2 separate regions of the Sander lucioperca genome follow, and region 1 is linked to region 2. Evidence: chromatin contacts called from public Hi-C data. All regions are on one chromosome and are shown on one strand. Each heading gives the region's core, a stretch centred on a gene start, on an enhancer-like site or on the middle of the called end of the contact. The rest is flanking DNA. Distances are from core to core; before and after follow the strand shown.

The links. A called contact is a pair of places that touch in the nucleus more often than the background predicts.
Region 1: a Hi-C map of muscle shows a contact between it and region 2, with 2.9 times the contacts expected there. The contact joins the promoter of glsa here to the promoter of stat1a in region 2. A contact is called at or near these places in 2 of 2 Hi-C or Micro-C datasets (liver and muscle).

What each region holds. Positions count from the first base shown.
Region 1 is chr24:520,086-523,526 of SLUC_FBN_1.2, reverse strand. glsa (glutaminase kidney isoform, mitochondrial) reads left to right here and starts at 2,004. Exons shown (of 18, transcript XM_031304792.2): 1 at 2,004-2,423. The coding sequence starts at 2,170.
Region 2 is chr24:388,458-391,745 of SLUC_FBN_1.2, reverse strand. It overlaps stat1a (signal transducer and activator of transcription 1a), which reads right to left and starts at 1,445. Exons shown (of 25, transcript XM_031304787.2): 1 at 1,317-1,445.

The DNA of each region.
Region 1 (3,441 bases), core at 755-3,254, 130 kb before region 2:
AGTGCTTAATGTTCCAACGAAGGCATTATTAGTCAGCGTGGCTTTGCTTTGTTTTATCCTTCTTGGAGCTCCAGGTGGGCGGGGTTTACAGAGATTCAGATAAAGTCAGATAAAAAAAAAAGTTGGGAGCTGCGGAAAAGCAAACATAAGCAACTTGCAAAATACTTTCCAGTGAGTAATATCTAATGTAGGTCATTATTTTGAACGGGGTGTCAAACTCCACCTACGAAAAAGGCTGCGAAAGAGGTAAAGAAAATGAACGTTAAAATGCTGCCTGGCTCAGGCCTTGTAGGCCTATTCAAGTTTTTATCTTTACAAAAGGAATTTGACCTGACAATTTATAAAAGGGTAGATCAATTTAAAAGGAGCATACATATCATAAGAACAGGGTCAGCCCTATGTTCCCACATTTCTAGGACATTTTCAAAATTAGGTCTTGTGTTCCTGCATTTCCCTTCAATTTAAGCCCTATCCTCCCACAACATTTTTTTAGGGTTAGGGGTTAGGGTTAGGGTTAGGGGGATAAAATAATTTTCAAAATTAGGCCCTATGCTCCCACAGTTCCCACATTTCTAAGATTCTTTTCCAAAATTAGGTCCTATGTTCCCACATTTCCTTTTTCATAAATTTGTATAAGATTTTATCCCCCTAACCCTAACCCTAAAAAATGTTGTGGGAGGATAGGGCTAAGGGAAATGCAGGAACACAAGACCTATTTTCACCATTTTGAAAATGTCCTAGAAATGTGGGAACATAGAGCTGTGGGAAAATAGGGCCTACTTTTGAAAAAAATCTTAGAAATGTGGAAACAGGGCTGTGGGAACACAGGCACGCTCCCATAAGACCCAGGACTAGGTGGAGGGATTATATCTCCGCCCTGGTCTGGGAACGCCTCGGGATCCCCCAGCCGGAGCTGGTTAATGTGGCTCGGGGGAAAAGGAAGTTTGGGGGTCCCCTGCCCAACCGGATTAGCGGATTCAGATGGATGGATGGATGGATACATATCATAATAATAATAATGTCCTGCACAGTGGTTCCCATAAATATATCCAGAGAGAAAAAACAAATCTGCATGCATGTAATAAAACATATAGAAGAAGTTATAACGGATCACTGCCTGCCGGTTATTTTAGGGGCTGAGGTTATTTTTGGTAACCTGTTATTAGTCCGTCAGTCTTGTTCCTGTTCCCTGCATGCAGACTCATTTGAAATCATTTCCAACCAGGAGATGGTGCTGTAGCTGTTTTATTTCATGAAGGACAGAGAGAGGACAGAGAGACATCTGCTGAGGAAACCACAGCCTGAAATATGTGCAGTACCAAAGTAACTCACATGGTGTCAGCCCAAGACAAGACACTCAGAATCAGAACCAGAATCAGAACCAGAACCAGAACCAGAATCAGATTTATTGGCCAAGTATACTTACATACACAAGGAATTTGACTTTGGTAGGCGTTACCTCTCTATACATTCAACAAATAGACATTCAGTAGACAAATAGTAATATAGACACATACTGTACAATAGAGACAATAACATACATATAGGCACATATCAACATAATATATAAAAATACAAATATATAAATAAGACATAATATCAAGACAAGTACACATGGAGTGGGATGTAAAGGTCAAAATGTAATAGTGCAAAGAAGTGTGCAAGATACATATTGGAATGATAGGTATGTAATGTCTGTGTCTGCATTTTCTATCCACTATAATAATATTTTGGATCTGTCACATACTTTGCTGTGATGGTTCCTCTCTAAAGGATTGCTTTGGTTCTTTACCGTCTTGTGCAAACTATTATAAAGAGGGAGACTGTACTTTAAAAAAAAAAAAACATTATAAAGGTATGTATATATTCATAATCGCTATAAAATCAATCAAAACAATAAGCTAGACAGTTCTAATGATTGACAGCCCTCTTGGCCAATCAGGTGCAGCTATGCGTTGTTACGCTCCAATCAAAACCCCTGTTGCGTGAAAGGTAGGTTGTACTCCGCTGAGTGGCTCTTTCTGTTGTTGAGTCACCGGGGGAGACAACCGTTACTCAGCTGAGAAAAGCCGACACTCTCGTTAGAAGCTGCGCCTCTACTCCTCCAGTTTTCTTCTCTCGGCCTTACAGTCGTTACATTATCCAGATATTCTTCTCAACGGGATTGAAATGTTACATTTTCGGTCAACGGTAGCGCTCAAGGAGTTATTTCAAACGCAGCTGAAGCGTCCATTGACAGGTAGAGTTGGTGTTAAAGCGACACCTGCAACCGCCGCCTGCTTCAGCACCCGTAGTTTGGATGGGAGGTCGCCGGGCAGACGGAGTGCATTTCCCCCGCAGCACTTCGCAAGAAGACACGGCGTTAGAAGCTTTTGCTCCAAGAGTGATAGCCACAATGAAACCGCCAAGGACTCGACAGAGAAGTGAGTAGCGTTAACCCGGGTCTGTGGGCAGATGTTAGCCGCTAGCTCCACGGTACGCCAAACTAAATAGGAAAAACTGCCAATTTACTGCCGCGTTAAACGTTGGCGGAAGCCTGTGACGAAACCAGGGAACCATTCCTTAGGTTTATTTTTCATTGAAATACGTCTATATTTACATACAAAATAGATGCCGAATTACAGATTGGCTTCTAACATTACCTTATGAATAACATGTTTTACTTTGAGTTGTAACGTTACGTCTTACATTCACACACCTATTTTAAGTAGTAGATATTTACATTGTTGTTCGGCAAAGTGCATCACGCAGAGGGCTAGCTCAGATGCTGATTGAATGACAACCTAGCCAGACAGCTAAGCTAATTTGTAGCTAAGGCTACAGTGTGGGCTTGCCGGCGAGATTTACTAATTTCCAATATTATTCAATGCCACGTTTCGAAGCTATTTATTGCCTGTAGGAGAAGGGCACGTGATCAAACGTTTGTGCTGAAGAAAGGTCAAATGGGAGCATGTGGTGTGCAGCCAGCTAGATATCGTGACCAGAAGCTGCAGCTTTCATCTACAGCTACATCACTGATGCATAAACCTGCCACCAGCTTCTCTTGCCTTTTTGAAAATGATATTATAACTACAAACACGATGTGTCTGTTTAACCTAATGCACCATGCAGCCGGACTAAGCCTCCTCTAAATGTCTATTGAAGGTCAGTCATCATTAACCCTAGGAAGGCATCTATCAATTTTTTTTATTTTTATTTATTTTTTATCATGGATGCATTGTATTGATCATTAGTTATTAAGTTCATAATATGACACATGACATGTTTTTTTATTGAAGTGTCATCAACAGTCTCCCAAAAGCGATTTTTACATTCACGGTGACAAAGAAAAGTAAAGCAACATTGTGCTTTTTAATTTTTAATTTTCATATATTAAATGATCTGGATCTTTCACACGGGGTTCGGGACCACCTAGGGGGTCCTCAGAGTCAATGCAGGGGG
Region 2 (3,288 bases), core at 196-2,695:
AAGTGATGTAATTTTCTGAACTTACCAGACTGTTGTAACTATTCTATTACTATCTACTTAGTCATTATATCCACAACGCTGAAAAATCTCATTGTGTAAATATTTTGTGAAAGTGCCAATGGTCAACGCTACAATATCGTCGCGGTATCAATATCGAGGTATTTGGTCAAAAATATCGTGATATTTGATTTTCTTCATATCGCCCCGGCCCTAGGATAGGATAGGATAATGCTGCGTTCCAGATACAATTTTTAGCCCGTAAGTTACGACTTCAAGTCACGACTCACGACTTGGTGGCGTTCCAGGCAAAGTCACCACAAACTCCGTTAACCACCGGCGTCTGTACAGCATCAACAGGGGTCGCCATTGTTGTTCATGTGTGTGTGACGTCAAAAACTGTAACTGGGAGTACAACGATCTGGTACGAGTTCACGGGTAGTAATGCTGCGTTCCAGGCAACCCGTAACTCGTGTTTTCACAACCCTCTACCTGTGAAAGTGCCCTGGAACGGCAGTCAAACCCGTAACTTACTACTCACGAACTTGTACCAGATCGTTGTACTCCCAGTTACAGTTTTTGACGTCACACACACATAAACAACAATGTTTATGCTGTTGATGCTGTACAGAGGCCGGTGATTAACAGTGAGAAATAGAAATAAATAGACATAAATAGGCAACAATACACATACGACTGTGTACTACTACAGGTTATGTTTATTAAGTGAAGCCCACTGAGAACACATTAATGCAGCAACGATTATAACCCAATAATATAACACATACTATTCTGGAATGGTAAATTCTGCACAGAGTCCTTTTAATGTTTGTAATTTTAGTAGGCTATATTTTGATGCCAATACTTTTGTATTCTAACTCAACGTTACGGTTTCCATATCAACCTGGCAAAGGTGAGTGCATGAGAAGTCCATAGGTTTCGTTTTCCCAGACTGCTATCGCCCTTCATCCAGCCTCAGTCTATAAATATCCCACAGCAGAAATCTTCCCTGACCCACCAAACCTTGCTAGTTTTCCTTAACCAAAGTCCGTCCAGAAATGTAACTTTTTTTAAGGATTTCGTCTACATTTTCATAAATAACAGCGTCGTAGCTTAAACCATAACACTTAGTCTAAATGTGTATTATTCACTTGTAAATTCGGTGTAACACATGACATTAAATTACAACATCTGTTCAACTAACTTAACGTTAATCTATTTTGAAGTTCAGTTTGGCTCAACAGTATCTCAATATGAGAACACAGCGTATTTTTGGCAACATGTTGTCATTGCGCGAGGAAGTAAGTGATTAAACTTACCTTTTGCTTTGAAGAAACGTGTCCAATATGTGACAGAAATGTAACTTTATTCCTGAAAAGGTTTGTTTTAGTGTGTGCACCGAACGTGACAGGCTGCGGTCTGTTTCTGCTAGTGTGTAGCGTACGGAAACAGCGTCGGCCTATGACAGCATACGCTTCGTGAGATGTGCCCGCCCCTTTGCCCGCGAAAGCCAATCAGAACGATCGAAAACGGCTGTTCCGTTAGTTAGCAAGCTCACCCGCGATAACAATTACACACAGCATGTTTTTCACGGAGATTTAGTGGAATGAGGACAAGATAGAGAATCAACACGTGTAAATATGTATTTTCCATCCACTCTAAAGGTGTCAAGCTATATGTTAAAATACTATTTATGTAAATAAAAGCCAAAAATAAGGTAGTTTCCGGGGGAGGAAAGCCACTAATCGGAAGAGCTTACAGTGACCACGTGTTTTCAGAGAAAGAGAAAGTAACTGCCACCAACTCTGAAACTGAAACCTAATTTATGGTAATAAATGGTTTGCACATCACTACTTTGTCCAGAATAAGATGAGACAAGTATTTATTCAAACATAAATGACTGGAAAATAAAACTTTATTTATCAACAAGAAATGTTTGACAATAAAAAAAACAAAGAAACAGGGGCCCAAAGTGTCAAGGCTGTACTTAAGTACAAATGTTGAGGTACTTGTACTTTACTTGAGTCTTAATTCTTTTCATGCCACTTTCTACTTCTACTCCACTACATTTCAGAGAGACATATTGTACTTTTTACTCCACTACATTCATCGGACAGCTTTAGTTACTTTACAAATTAAGATTTTTTGCACACGAAGCACATTTAGTTTATAAAATCTCATGTTCTATTGTAAATTAAAGGTGTTCTACTTTTACTTTGAATACCTTAAATCCATTTTCCTGATGATACTTAGGCCTACATACTTTTACTAAAGTGGAAACCTGCAACTCATAGGCCTCTCACACTTGCGATGTTGGCTCACAGGATTTATTTTGAAGGGTCGCAAAGCCAAAAAGGTTGGAAACAACAATTTGGGGATTCGAGCTGTTCTTGTTGTCATAGGCGGACTGGCAATCTGGCAGTTCTGCCGAATGCCAGAAAGGCCGATGATGAACTCTTGGGCCGATTTGGGCCCCTGGAAAAAAGTTTAAAAAAATGCGGCAACACTGGCATTTCACACTAGTTTGACAAAAAAATATGCAGGACTGTACGGCTGCAGCCTGGAGCCTCCCGTCTGGTGCCGTCGGGCTTCTACTTTTCAAAATAAAAGCTTGCGTCTGCTCCGCTATGTCTTCGTACTTTGGTGTTTTGGGTGTTTAAGTATGTAACAATATATTTTAAATATGCAAGCATTTCCAGTCTATTCTAAGATGGTGCCATCATAGTTTATTTGAAGGTTTTATGAATTGCTCCAGCGTGCTAGTCTATGTGATTCGCAGGTATACGCAGTACACCCACTAAGAAAGCTCCAGGATTTCCATATACCCACTTAAAAATGCCCAACGAGACGTAACAACATAATTTCCATTAATCCATTAATTCCATTTTGATATATTTTGAAATGTCATCTGTGTTTTTTCATCTTCACATAGGCTAAATAAAGGTATTTCCACCGCAAATTGGTGCATAAAAGTGTGTCAACATGCAGGAAATGAAGTGGGGGAGGACACCCAGACCCCCCCCCTCTATGATATATACAGTATATACAGTACAGTATACCCACTACAATACATACATAGACTACCCCACTGAGTGTGCGTATTATTTAACTATGAAAGCCTGTAAGTGCGCCTCACGCTGAGTAAATAGAGAATATTTTGTTCAGTATCGCGAGAAAATAACATGAATGTTGAGTCAACAATATGGAATAACAACCAAACAGCCTTTTATAGTTTGCTCACCAAACATGATTAAATATGTGGCAGTACTGTTTTTCATGCATATATATATA